Linked DNA regions of Zea mays: all the other regions are linked to region 2. The links are chromatin contacts, called in public Hi-C maps. All regions are on one chromosome and are shown on one strand. Each heading gives the region's core, a stretch centred on a gene start, on an enhancer-like site or on the middle of the called end of the contact. The rest is flanking DNA. Distances are from core to core; before and after follow the strand shown.

Evidence for each region. Hi-C and Micro-C count contacts between places; a contact is called where the count stands out from the background.
Region 1: a contact with region 2 is called in a Hi-C map of tassel, with 3 times the contacts expected there. The contact joins the promoter of LOC100192910 here to the promoter of LOC100274137 in region 2. A contact is called at or near these places in 3 of 25 Hi-C or Micro-C datasets (ear, leaf and tassel).
Region 3: a Hi-C map of leaf shows a contact between it and region 2, with 4 times the contacts expected there. The contact joins the promoter of LOC103626841 here to the promoter of LOC100274137 in region 2. A contact is called at or near these places in 4 of 25 Hi-C or Micro-C datasets (ear, endosperm, leaf and 1 more).

The regions. Positions count from the first base shown.
Region 1 is chr5:123,187,479-123,192,216 of Zm-B73-REFERENCE-NAM-5.0, forward strand. It overlaps LOC100192910 (fumarylacetoacetase), which reads left to right and starts at 2,922. Exons shown (of 14, transcript NM_001138097.1): 1 at 2,922-3,244. The coding sequence starts at 2,939.
Region 2 is chr5:122,968,107-122,973,126 of Zm-B73-REFERENCE-NAM-5.0, forward strand. It overlaps LOC100274137 (putative beta-ketoacyl synthase family protein), which reads left to right and starts at 3,649. Exons shown (of 13, transcript NM_001148515.1): 1 at 3,649-3,991; 2 at 4,106-4,210; 3 at 4,293-4,364; 4 at 4,756-4,842; 5 at 4,926-5,020. The coding sequence starts at 3,659.
Region 3 is chr5:123,141,129-123,146,116 of Zm-B73-REFERENCE-NAM-5.0, forward strand. It overlaps LOC103626841 (phospholipase D beta 1), which reads left to right and starts at 2,562. Exons shown (of 8, transcript XR_004849550.1): 1 at 2,562-3,467; 2 at 3,560-3,628; 3 at 3,716-3,863. It overlaps LOC103626840 (mediator of RNA polymerase II transcription subunit 33A-like), which reads right to left. Exons shown (of 3, transcript XR_002262341.2): 3 at 4,306-4,719.

The sequences.
Region 1 (4,738 bases), core at 1,672-4,171, 220 kb after region 2:
TTATAGTGACCCCCCTAGATCGATGTGGAAACATTCGCGACTTGGGCCACAACCCTCATCGTCAAGGCTGTGGCCATCATCAGAGCAACCGGAGAGGCAGTAGTCACATGCGGTCATGAAGTCTCGCATGGCACTGGGATTACGGAGCCCGGAGAAATCCCAACCGGAGTCGGGGTCGTCTTCTTCCTCGGAACCTGGGGGCCCATAGGTTGAGACAACGGTCAGTCGGTCCCAGGTTGACCACATATGGTACCCCGGAAGGTTAGGATATGCCTTTACGAAAGCGCTCACCGAAGCGGGGTCGTTTGGTGGATCGAAGCTGAATCTAAAAGGGACAGGGTGGAAATCGGACGGTACATTTTGATCGATGGACAGTGGTGAAGTCGCGTCGGGGATGGAATACATCGTCATCTTAGGTACGAGGTTGACGTCCAGCAAGTCCTTCGCGAGAGTGCTGGCGTCATCAGTCCGCTTGGGGTTGGCACGTTGCGGGGAAACGACATCCGTCGTTGTCTCAGGTGCGAGGACAACGGCCGACACGTCCCCCGCTGGGGTGCCGGCGTCGTCGACTCGCTCTGGACCGACAGCCGACGAGGTGTCGCCTCCTGCCTAGCCACGATTGCCCCGTCTCCTCCTCCTGTGGCGAGGAGGGTGGCGCGGCAAACCCGGATACTGCTCTTCCGCCACAGGGGGAAGACGTCGTCGAGTTCGCCGCCGCTGGGCGAGCTGACGACCGTCGTTGTTGTCGTGCTGCAAGGGGAGGAGTACCATGTCGTAGCTGCCGTCGAGGGACATGAACTCGAGACTCCCGAAGCGGAGCACCGTCCCGGGCTGAAGAGGTTGCTGAAGACTACCCATCTGGAACTCAACGGGAAGGTGTTCGTTAACACGCAGTAGGCCCCTACCTGGCGCGCCAACTGTCGGCGTCTCGGGCCCGGGGGACCCTCGACCGAGCCGACCAGTGAATTTATCGCTGCGTGCTCCTGCCCAGATGGGTTGGCGCAAGATGGAACACAAGGGGGGAATGCGTCTTGTATTATCTCGCAACGGGGGTGCTCGTAGTAGGGGTTACAAGCGTCGCGAGAGAGAGAGAGAGAGTCTGTTCATTTGCTCGTTCCCCCCACGCGACCCCTCGCAGGAAGGCCCTGGACCTCCCTTTTATAGATGCAAGGAGAGGGTCCAGATGTACAATGGGGGGTGTAGCCATGCGCTAACGTGTCCGATAGAGAAGTGTCTGAGCCCTGTGTACATGCCAATGTGGCTGCCGGAGAAGTGCTTGAGCCCTGTTACGCGATAACGTGGCCGTCGGAGAAGTGCCTGAGCCCTGTAGAAGCACAGCTGGCGGTGCGGCTGGGATCCTGCTGACGTCTCCTTGCTTCCGTAGGGGGCTGAGAACCACCGACGTCATGGACGCACGCGGGGAACCATCATTACCTGTTACCGGGGTGAGCCAGATGGGACGCCGGTCTTGTTCCCTCGTAGCCTGAGCTAGCTAAGGGTAGGGTAATGATGTATCCCCTGTGGCACGGTCGGTCCGAGCCCAAGGTCGGGCGAGGCGGAGACTTCGCCTGAGGCCGAGGCCGAGGTCGGGCGAGGATGCGATTCCTCCCGAGGCCGAGGCCTAAGGTCGGGCGAGGATGCAATTCCTCCCGAGGCCGAGGCTGAGGCCGAGTCCTGGGGTCGGGCGAGGCGGAGACCTCATCCCGAGGCCGAGGCCTAAGGTCGGGCGAGGCAGAGCTTCCTGTTGCGCCTGAGGCTGAACTCGGCTGTTGTCAGCCTTACCCGGGTGGTTGGCACAACAGTCGGAGCGGGGCGAGCGGTCAGTGAAGGGATGAAGTGACTGCGGTCACTTCGACCTTGCCGACTGCGGCGCGCGTTTCAGGATAAGGTGTTAGGCGATCTTCGCATTGAATGCGCCTGCGATACGGTCGGTTGGTAAGGTGATTTGACCAAGGTTGCTTCACGACGAAGCCTGCCCGAGCTGGGCTTCGGGCGAGCTGAGCGCCCACTGCCTGAGGAGGCCCTCGGGCGAGGCTGAATTCGTCCGGGACTACTGTTCCCGCCCGAGGCCGGGCTCGGGCGAGGCGAGATTGCGTCCCTTGGTAGACGAGGTCTTGACCTGAACCGTGCCCATCAGTCTTTGCGGTTTGTGTTGAGGGCGCTTACCAGCCATGTTTAAGAGTGTTGGGGGTACCCCTAATTACGGTACCCGACAAATATTTATGAGATGAATCCATTTATTTTGATACTGCTATTGTCCTCTATGATGTTCATGCTACTGTATGTGTGGTATGTATGGAAGCAAGCGGTTGGTGTTTAATTTGAGATGCATAACATACCATTTGGATCGTTTTTTTTTAGTCGTTGTTTGACTTCTCTGTCCCTAAAGCAAGCGGCTGGGCTGCTCTTGTTTGAAACGGTCGCCGATTCATTTGGATTTTCAAAGACGAAAAAAGAATAAAAAATGATATCACAAACTTGAACCGAGGGAGAACCTAGGGAGAGGTAGTAGATAGATATCAGAAGCCACATGATAACCCGCCGATGCATAACATACTGCTATTGTAATACTAGTAGTAGTAGATAGAGATCGACGCTGGCCTATTCTTTTCAGAGATGAACCGAGTGAGAGGTAGGGGCAATTTTGACTCTTAGATGATAAATACATGGAAATAAATTATAAAAAAATATAATACACGTTAAATGGTAGTATAATCAATTAGAATATATTTATAGTCCTTTTTTTACGAAGAAACTATTTCGAATGACATTTGTACGAAGCACGATGTTTAGAGTCACAAATATACAATTATCTCCGGGGTTTTTTACCTTAAAAAGGTTTAGTAAACCCTGCTGTCTGCTGGTCTTCAGTTTTCACGGCGGGTTGTCGTGGCCTGTGGCTGGGAGCCTGGGTGGCTGTGGGCAGGAGTATGCCAAGATGATCGAGACACCAACAAACCAAACACCATCCGCCACGACCACGACTCCACGAGAGAGCGGAGGAGGAGGGGGAGCAATGGCAGAGCCGGGCCAGCAGTTGCTGCGGTCGTTCGTGGAGGTGGCAGCGGGCTCGCACTTCCCTATCCAGAACCTGCCCTTCGGGGTCTTCCGCCGGCGGGGGTCGCCACCGCAGGCTCCGCTCCCCCCGGTGGCCATCGGGGACTTCGCGCTCGACCTCGCCACCGTCGCCGACGCGGGTCTCTTCGACGGGCCCGCGCTCTCCGGCTCCCCGTGCTTCCACCAGGTGCCTGCTCTGTTCCTCAGGCCTTTGATTTGGTTCGATTGCTCCATGTTAGTACTGCTACTGGTATGGCGATTTAATCTTTGTGCTGTTTTGCGTGGAGTTGTAATTGGGCTGTTAAGCCGGGATTTGGGGTGTCAATGTGGCTAATTAGCTTTGTAATAGTGGGCCGGCCTTATTAGCTTGACTAAAAGCTGTAACCTGGAGTGGATCTGGAAATAAGAAAGAAATAGAAACAGAATCCCAACAAACTTATCTGTGAGTTTGAGCGCTTTTCTTCTGTTCCTCTCCTTTGCTGGATTTGGCGCGGCTCACGTCGTCGAAGTTGCGCATCGGCGGCCACGGGCGGTGTCATCTGGTATCGGATTCGGGGTCGGCTGCGTCTTCATCCTCTTCCACGTGCTGTTCCTCGTCTTTGGCGGTTCGTGGGCGACTTCTTCTTCTGCTGGGTCCATCCAGTTCATCACTACGGCGCCCGCAACCAAACCATCGGTACAGACTCGTTTGGTGTTACAGGCTATGGCGGATGGGGAGCGAGTTAGTCAGGAGAATTGGAGTCGTGTTATTGAGACGTTGGAGGGAGTGAGTAGCAGGTTGAAGGATGTGGAGAGGGTGCAGCAACAAATCATGATGCGGACTGAATTAGCGGCATCAGTTGCTGAACAGGCTGCGAAGGAGAGAAATGATTTGGGTCGTAAATTGGAGGAGACTGGAAGGGGAATGATATTTGGGCTTTAGTGGTGTTGGAAGAGGTGTCTGCAGATCAGGGAGTACAGCAGCAGGGGGATCTTCAGCAGTTACTTCAGGAGTTTGGAGATGTGTTTGAAGTGCCTTCTCAGTTACCTCCTGCTAGGGTGTATGATCATCATATTCCTTTGGTTCCTGGAGCAGTACCAGTGAATTCCAGACCTTATAGGTACTCTCCTCTTCACAAGGATGAAATTGAGAGACAAGTGGCTGCTTTGTTGAAGGCTGGTCTTATTGTTCCTAGTGTAAGCCCGTTTGCTTCTCCGGTATTGTTGGTTAAGAAGAAAGATAGCACTTGGAGGTTTTGTGTGGACTACAGGAAATTAAATTCTTTGACCATTAAGAACAGATTTCCTATGCCGCTTGTAGAAGAGATTCTGGATGAACTGGCTGGTACTAAATATTTTTCTAGTCTGGATCTTACTGCTGGGTATCACCAGATTAGAATGGGGGAAGGTGATGAGCATAAAACAGCCTTTAAAACCCATCAGGGTCATTACCAGTTCAGGGTCATGCCTTTTGGGTTAACCAATGCTCCTGCAACCTTTCAATGTGCTATGAATTCTGTTTTGGCTCCTTTTCTTCGGAAATTTGTCATGGTTTTCATTGATGACATTTTGGTCTATAGTGCTACATGGGAGGAACACTTGGCTCATATTAAGATGGTGCTGCAGACTTTGAGAGAGCACCAGTTCTATCTGAAGAGGAGTAAATGTGTGTTTGGGAGGAATGAGCTCATTTATTTGGGAC
Region 2 (5,020 bases), core at 2,399-4,898:
TAAATAAGAACAGTAAATCAGGCATACCTTATAAGTAATGCAACAATCGAATTACCGAAGAACAATACAGAGCAGAGTTCTAAAGCAGTAGAAGAAATTCATAACACTATAATCCTCAATGCAGCCACAGTTCCCTTCCCCCCCACTCAGATAACAATCTTACAGCTCACAAATCCTCTCTGCCATGTTAACCAGAGCATAGACTATGGAGAGGCGGTGTTGCTCTCCGTGCAAGCGCGAGAGGCGGTGTTGGTTGATGTCGTTGAAGCGGAGCTCGCGCGGGGGTGAATCTCGACGAGCACGTCCTCGCTGCCCATCGCCACCTCCCAGCCGTGGCTAGCTAGAGAGTAGAGAGGAAGGACACAGAGAGATCAAAGTAGTTGCTCTCCACGTGGCCTCGAGAGGTGGTGTTGGTTGAGGTGCGATGGTGGCGAGGCGCCCAAGCCTGGATCCCTTGTCGTGGGTGGCGGACGAGCGGGCCTGGACCGGCATTGATTAAGACCCGATGGCGGCGAGGGACGTGGGGGTGGGGGGGCGATGCACAAGGTCGAGGCCGTCGCGGACGATGATGGAGAGGTCGAGCGCCTTAACGACGTGGTCGGAGAAATCGGGGACGAGGCAGATGAGTGGGGGCCGCGCGAGGGGCGAGTCCCGAGGTCCGAAGAGCGAGCATGAGGGAGAGGGGAGGGTGCCGGGATGGAGATCGTGGGGGTGCGGTTGAGGTCGACGACACGACATCGGTGAGGGTGGAGGGAGCGACGCATGACGGAGACGTTAGGATGAGAAGGTAATCGCGAATCACGATCTGCGGGTGTGAGAGAGAAAGCAGAGAGAGTGAGGAGACGAGCGGGCGTGGGCAGCGACCGACGGATGACACGGGCAGTGTAGATTGATCGGAGGTAGAACAAGGGAGACAGCTTATCCCTTACCTTCTTCATAGTAGTAGAGATAATAGATCTATGATGCCATTTAGTGATAAAGCTTTGGAGTCTGCTGTACGGCCTTCGCCTCCAGCGACGGCCGCGCCTACACGTAGTGGTGCCACTGCTAGAATTTGTCAGGAACACAAGCACACAAGAATCCGAAAATGAAAGGCAGCAGCCAGCAGGGAACACGCCGGGCCTGGAACTAGGTCAGTGTCGTCTACACGTGGTGGACGCAGTCGTATGTGTTGATGTCGTCTGCCGTGCACCTGAGGCCCAGGCGCCGCCCGCACGAGTACTGCTCGCCGCGCGCCTCAGCGCCATCCGCAGTTTGCTCGCGCCGCCTGAGCACAACCACGAGGCCCCACGTCCGACTCCCGAGCGCTGCCAACCACATGCCTAAACGCTGCCCACCGCACGCCGTCTGAGCACCGCCGCGCGATCGCGCACCCTCGCGTGGCCCTCTTCTCGTGGCAATTGTGGTTAGGGATGAAAACGAACCGATACATTAGGATGCAGAGTTATTCCCGTATGCTACCTTAGTGTATTTCTCTTGACCGGATATGGATAGTTAAGATTTAGAACGGATACATGATGGAACCGGGTAATAATCCAGACGGGTAAGAAACAGATAATGGATACTACTCGGATAGATAATTATCGGGTAGTTAGTCCCGATGATATAATCGAACCATCCAACAAATACATAAATTAAGCAATATATAATCATGTATATGATAGATCAAATGTAGCAAAGGAAACTGATAAAATTGACATCATGTAGATCAAAGTTACTAATCACAAGAACATTGTAGAACCAACACCACAATATTAAAAATCCATAAAATATTCTAGTTTCACTCAAAAAATGCAAATAAGTTACAAAAACTAATAAACATTTTATACGAAGATAAATCAAGTTCTTGTATAAAAAATAATAAAGTAAAGTACTAATTATGTTGAAACTTGGATACTTACAGTGATTTCACATGTAACTCATACAAATAAGTGAAAGTGAAATAAAGAAACGCGGACATCTTATAAATCTTATGATCCAAACATTTTTTATGGTTATATATAGACATATGTTGTGCCTCCGTAAAATTTCACGGTTTTTGAGGCTATTTATGTATTATTAAATTCTTATCATAGAAAATCATCGAAATACAATTAAATCCATGAAATATTGTAGCGTCGATCAGAAATTGCAAATAAGTTACCGATACTAATAAATAGTCTATAAAAAAGATAACCTTAACCTTAAGTTCCCACATAGAGATAACCTTAAGCCCCACACATAAAAATGATAAAAGTCTATTAATTTGATATAAATTTGGATATTATTTCATTGATTTTGACATAAAGATATGTTTAAACAAAAAATTGATAGACTACAAAGTTATAGATCTCTTTGAGCTCTACAATTTTCATATAAACTTTTCTTCATCTGATTTTATATGTAAAAGTTATGATTTTATAACTATATTATGCAGAAAAAGAAAAAAACGGGTACTCGAATTCCGGGTACCCGTATCCGACCCGAATCTGAAACTGTATTATCCGAGTATTACTTGTATCCGTCCCGAATATAAAAATATCCGAATCCGTATCCGAAAAAACGAATATTTGCACTATCCGTATCCGATACCCGACGGGTATACTTAGAGATGGCAATGGGTAAATACCCACCGAGTATTACTACCTCATACCCATACCCACGACACAAAAATAACCCCATCGGGTCACCCATATACATTGGCGGGTATGAATTTACCCCCATACCCATACCCATGTGGGTATGGGTTACCCATCGGGTCACCCGTACCCACAAAAATTAAAAATCTATCAAAACATTATATTATACAAATGTCAAGTATATCCATCTAAATACTATTACAAAATTTCTAGCATTATTTAACCATCCATTCAACACACCAAAGATAATTGGATAAAATAGTAACACTAGGATAGTACTACATAGCACATTATATGTTCCATTACATGGTCATTAAATTGTTGTTAAGCCTTCTATTACATTATGGCCTAAAAAGTAGTAAAAAGGATGGATGACTAAAACCCAAGTTAATGTTTGGGCTAAGTTTATATTGGGTATTTTATATCCACGGGTTAACGGGTATGGGTGAAGGCGGAACATTCTAATACCCGTTTACCCATTGGGTGAAGATTTTTGCCCAATAACAAACCCGCGGGTAGAATATTTAGCCCATATACATACCCTAATGGAGTAAATACCCATCGGGTATCGGGTCGCGGGTACCCATTGCCATCTCTAGGTATACTCGACCCGTTTTCACCCATAATTGTGGTCTTGTGTGCGGGGCGTTGAGAGGGCGGTTTGTGAGTGATGATCTACAGATTTATGACCGTTGGATATAATTGAGAGGGAGAGGGAGGAGGTAAATGAAGCAATACAGAGTGTAGGTTTTAATGGTGAGATAATTTATGTTAATTTTTTGTGTGTACTTAGTGATGTTTTAAGTGGTGGATTATACGAGGCAGAGATAGAGAAGAGATAGAGAGTAAAGATAGACAAGAAAATTCAAAGGTCCGTTGCATCACAGTAATGGCCCGTCAGCCTGCTTCCCTTGGCCCATCTAGAAAGCGGTTGCTTCGGGCTTCGAGGCCTTACTCGTCGGCTGCTCCTGCCCGCCTCCGTCTCCCACAGCCCACAGTCCCACACAGCCACGGCCACGCCGCCGTCCTCGAGCCGCCTGATGAGCTGCCTCCGCCGCGCTTCCCGCCTCACCCGGGGTCTCTCTTCCTCCTCGGCGGCGGAGGCGGAGACGCTCCCGCCGCCGCGCCCCTCTGCGGGTCGCCGCGTGGTCGTGACGGGGCTGGGCGCCGTCACGCCGCTGGCGCGCGGCGTGGGCGCCACCTGGGATCGCCTCGTCGCGGGGAGATGCGCCGTGCGCTCTCTCGCCGCAGAGGACCTCCGCTTTCCGGAGGAAGCAGCGGGGAGGACGCTCGAGCAGCTCCCGTCCAGGGTGGTCGCCGCCGTGCCGCGCGGGAAGGGCGAGGACGAGTTCGCCGAGGACACGTGGACCAAGGTGTCATGCTTTACTTTTGTTGCTCACGGTGTCCATGTGCGAGTACGCGATCATTGTGCCATTTGTTTGCTTACTTCATGTTCTTAATTTTTTATTGAACTTTCTTGTTTCCAGGATAAATCTGTATCAGGATTTATTTCCTATGCTCTGTGTGCAGCTGATGAGGCTTTAAGAGATGCAAATTGGTTGCCTTCCGAAGATGATAAGAAGGAAAGAACGGTACCATGTGTCTTCTGTAGAAGCTCATTTTCATATTCGTACTTGTATTTTTGAGTTCTGGGTCTGATTAATGCTGTATCAGGGAGTCTCTATTGGTGGAGGGATTGGAAGCATCTCCGATATCTTAGATGCATCACAAATGATCATCGAAAATGTTTGTATCCTTGCTCCTGCACTGCAAGTTTGCTGTTTGCAACACCAACACTCATTGTATGCTATGGTAGTTCAATTTTAAATGATGCATTTTAAATGATGATTGCAAACAGTTAGATAATTCCTCTTCATTGATATGTGTTTCTATGATCTCAACTTCTGTTCATCTATTGTATGATATGTTGAGAATGTATCGAGGAAATGCAATGTTAGAAGTCTTGTTTAGACCAGATCACCAGATGTCCAAAAGCAATCCAATATGTATATGGTTTATCTTGTTGCCATGCTTTTGGCTTGCAATGACACACATGCATCACAATATAAATGATCATATTCTAGTTACTTCCAATCCTGAAAGGTATAGTGTTGTTTTTTTTTTCCTTTTTTAACAGCGTCTACGTCGTCTCAGCCCATACTTCATCCCCAAGATTTTGATCAACATGGCATCAGGTCATGTCAGCATGAGATATGGTTTCCAGGTGATCTTCCTTGTTGCCATTTAGAATAGCTATGGTTTTTCATTGAATGGATGTTAATAGTAGTAGTCATGCTTCTAGCTTAGGGTCCAAACCATGCTGCTGTGACAGCTTGCGCCACTGGTGCTCACTCTATTGGCGATGCTACTAGGATGATCCAATTTGGTGATGCCGATGTGAT
Region 3 (4,988 bases), core at 1,312-3,811, 170 kb after region 2:
TCACCGAAGAAAGCGGGCATGGAGCTCGGCCGTTGTAACGGCCATGCCTTTTTTCCCCTTCCGAACTGGATTCTGCACCGATATTAAACCCAAGCGCATCGCTCCCCTGGCCATAAAAGCTTCGTTCCTCGTGCCACAAAAGAAACGGGCGGGCTAGAGTCCTCATCGTCAATCGTGTCGCCGCTGTTGATCCGTGCCTACAGGCTCGCGGTGCACCTAGGTTGCAGCCCCAAGGAATATCCTACGCATGTGGACTCTCGCCATAACGTCAGTATACGATAAACACCCGTGGCGCTGCTGCAACTCCTCACCGAAGTTATGGCTCCGCCGTGGATTGTACGTCTCCGTGGATAGAAATCCTCGGCGCATCAATCGTCGGTAGGTATGTGCCTCCTTGCTTCGCTTTTGTATCCGCAACATTTTGAACCATTCTTCGTCGAGTTTTGGTCACCAGTGCGTCGGGCGGTGTCGCTCCGGTGAACTCCATGGGCGGATCCCGGCCACGCCGCCATGCCCATAAGGCGGGGGAGGGAGATGAAGTTCATGCCGTTGGTTTCTTATCCAACAGTGGTGATTAGATAGGGAGATAACCTTTTGATGGATTGGATCCGGGCCATCAATCCAGATCGGACGGATGAAAATCGATCGCGTGACTTTAAAACCTGGACATTGATCTGTGATCCTATGGCTGTCGTTGCGTACCGATTCACGGGGCTTCGATCTAATCCGGATCGTCGATTGTGGATCGGACGGATAGGAATAACCTATACCCCTTCGGCCTCGCGACTTTTGCGAAAGAACCCCCAAGGTATTTACAATTCAACCCGCCATCCACCCGCAGCTTATAAAATATTACAGAGAAGTCCAAATATTAGCAGTTTTAACCCTAGGGTTGCCTGAATTAGTGGCTGCCACCCCCTGGTTAAGATAAAGCACATAAAATAAGTTATAAAATCCAGGAAATTCGCTGGAAAATGATTTTTAGAGTAAAAATTAGTGCAATAAACTTAGGAAAATCATAACTTGTCCATTTTAGCTTCGAATGGACCCGTTCAAATTGTAGTAGCTTCAAATAAATATTTACTATGCATTACCACACATTAATTAGACATACCACATCGTTTATAATTAGATATTTATCCTATGTCTAATAGATTAATCCATCTAATTAAAGTAACATGTTTATAATGTGATATTTAACTAAGATATGACATATAAATAAAGATTATCCTTAATGTATATCTCACATGATCTATAAAACCAATCTAAGGCCCAGTTTTAATTATTTAATCACTACAATCTTCCGAAAGGCATATCCTCTTAATCGTAACTCCGATTTTAGTGGTTCTTGAGCCCACGATCTCTTAGCAATGCGTAGATTATTATTATGCAGTTGTTCTTATGTTTGGTGTGATGTTAATTTTTCCTATACACTGTTTATTTGTATTGCTACGTTTAGCAGTGAGGTCACGAGTCATCTGAAGAGCAAGTTGGTACCTGGAATCCCATGTCCCAGGAAAGTTGTGCCCTTGATCACTTTTATTTACCCAATAATGTTCTCAATAATCATTTTATCATGCATAGGTTTAATTTTGATGGAACCCAATAGGTCACCCTAGTCTGGTTATCTTTACACCTTGTTTACCCTTGAACTATTTGGGTAGTTTTTGCTATTGCTCTATATGGTTTTGGGATTAATATTATATTATGATTATGTTCCAATCATACTGTTATTTTACATATTGTTCATGACAAGATCATTATATTAATTGGAACATGGAGCTTAACTTGAGAAACACGTGCCACCACAAGGGTGGAATGGGACGCCCTTCGATGACTAATTAGGAAAGTTAGTGGAAGACTACCTTACCCGAAAGGGGCAAGGGCAGTAGGGGAGTAGGCTTGTAGGCAGGTTCTCGAGTTGATTTTGCTACGATGGCGGTCAGACGAGGGATTTCTACATTGCTCTTCCTAGAAACTGTAGTGGGTTTTCAGAAGCTAGTGGAACTTTGTAAAGGCCTCGTAGTGGATCCCTAGCCTTCACCTCAGAAGTGTCTAAGGTCCTTGCAAACCCTGGCGACATGGGATACACGACTTGTGGGTACAGGGCACAACCTCTGCAGAGTGTAAAACTGGTATACTTGTCGTGCTCGCGGTCATAAGCAGCTCAAGGCTCTCGCATGATTAAATTATGGAACTAAATTCAATTTGTCATATGCATTGCATCGTGGGTGTTGTTATCAATTTTGATCTATTATTACTCTGGTTGATATCTACTTATACTTAGTAATTGCTAATAAAATTTTGACCAACTTTAAAAGCAATGCTCAGCTTCAACCATTCACTATAAGAAACTAATAAATGTTCGTGGGTTAATTTAAGAACGTGGGTATCGACGTTCTTAATTGAGTTATGTTCGTGGGTTAAGTTAAGAACGTGGGTACCCACGTTCTTAAATTAAATTCGTGGGCCCGTGGTAAAACCGTCGAACTTATCGTATTAGGAACGTGGGTACCCACGTTCTTAACTTAAATTCGTGGGCCACATAGACACCGTCGAACTTAACCCAAAAACCTAAATCTCTCACCCCGCACGTCTCTCTTCTTTCCCTTTGTCTATCGCGCACGCCCGCAGCTAGCTGCCAGCTGCGCACCCGCCGCCACCCCGCGCCCGCCCCACCGCGCGTCGGCTCGCGCGCCGCCACCCAGTGCGGCCCCGCCGCCCCACCGTTAAGGCAGGTTATGCGGCCGACAAGGGGGCGGCGTCCGGGAACCCATAGAGTCACGTCGTGCTGGGGAGGCATAGGATTCGGATCCGGCCGTGGCCGCACCCGGACCTCGTCGAGGTGATGCGGGCGCACCGGATCATGGAGTGCGTGCAGGAGGAACAGCGCCGCTGGTACGGTGTCAAGGAGCCGAGGCAGGTGCTCGCTGTCACCCCGACCTACTCACGCGCGTTCCAGGCGCTCCACCTCATCGGCCTCCTCCACTCACTCCGTCGAAATCCTTGCGCATACTGGCACGGTAGACCAACTACGGCTCAGCGAGGAGGACAAGCAGAATATGCCTCTTCCAGTCCATGGCCCTGCTTGCAACTCCTCAGGGCATCTGATTGGATGGCACACGTTCAACTCATTGCCCTTCTCTGGGAAGACGGCCACAGTTGTTGGTGAAGCAACCCCTGTTCTGCCTAGGGATTTGGAGTGGGCTGGTTTTGTGTTGAACTCGAGGATGCTGTGGAAGGAGGCTGACAGCAAGCCTGACTGGGTGAAGGATCTTGATGCTGTGGGTGAGAACTTTGAGGAGCGCTGGTTAAAGGCATCAAAGCGCAGTGCCGCTAAGAAACTGTCAAAATTGTCGAGGTCGCATAATGAGTCGTTGTTGTGGATCAAGAAGATACCTGATATTATTGCTATTGACGACGAGATCTATTCAAATGATGATGATCCAGAGAGATGGGACATGCAGGTAAGTCTACCAAAGGGCTCCATAAATCACTGCAAAATAAATAATTCTGACATTCATGGTCGATCCCTGAGAAAATTTCACCTGGAAAGCAGATTTTCCGATCAATTGATTCGAATTCTGTCAAGGGTTTTCCAAAAGATCCACGGGAGGCCACTAGTAAGGTAAATGTACTAGACTATACCTATGTTGACCACATATGCAGTGCTTCATTGTTTGTGCTTAATACAAAATTTTGCTTTGATTAACAGAATCTTGTTTTTGGGAAAAATGTACTGATTGATATGAGCGTGCATACAGCATATGTGAATGTCATCCGAGGTGCTCAACATTTCATCTATATTGAGAACCAGTACTTCCTTGGCTCTTCATTTAACTGGGATTCACATAGAGATGTTGGTGAGCATAATATACTACTTCTCCCTTATGATCACACTACTACAAAACATGTTATATGAGACGGTTAATTTTCAGTTCTTAAGACGCTTATGAAGTGTCCAAATTTGATGGAGTCGTAAAAGATGTCCCACATTTAAGATGTTTGTAAACCGTCTTAAAAGATATTATATAAGACAATTTTTAATTTATAACCGTTTGAAAAAAGGTATTTGTTTAAGTCATTTCGTCCGATAAATCGTCTTGAATTAGGTTTTTATTTAAGACACTACTTCTAAAGAACCGTAGAGAAAACAAACATTATAAGTCATAAAGTATTTATCAAACTATCTCGAATATCCAACAATAATAGACGATTACAATAGGTACCATTCAATATATCATAAATAAGTATTGTCAAACAAGACATACATAAGTGTACTCTAAATCTAAACTAAAATACAACTTTTTTGCACTAATGTTAAGCCTAACTTTATATGAATTCAAGTCTCCACACTTTTGCGACCACCAAATTTGAATTCCATTCTATGTTTTCTTGTACAACAAATAGGAGAAAAACTAGACATAGCATGCAAAAAGCTCCAAGCAGCACGTCGATGACCTCGAAGCTGCCCTTGTGCTTCTCCCAGTTCTTGATCACTCCTACACGCCCGGTGTTCCTCCCGCCGGTCACCATGACCACGTTGCTGACGTCAAACTTGAAGAAGTCCATGATCTTGTTGGTCTCTAGATCAATCTTGATGGTGTCGTTGGCCTTGATGAACGGGTCGGGGTAGCGGATGGTGCGGCCATCGTAGGTGTTCAGGTAGGGGATGCCTTTCTGGCCAAACTGAACAGACCTCACCTTGCAGAGCTTGAACTGCACACAAACCAATAGAAAAGCAGTGAGGATTTCACAGGCGTACTATGAAAGGGCATGGGAATTTCCAGCGATGTAACTGTATAGATAGACAGAGGAACATCTATTAATAGTCCTAACGATTGTAGCACATGATATTTTCAATGCAAGACTTTCATGCACACAACATATATGGACAGTATAGCAAGTATAAGGTACACAGATCTACTAATGAAAATAGCAACCTCACACAGCTACCAAGATCATCATGCTCAACTATACACATACAC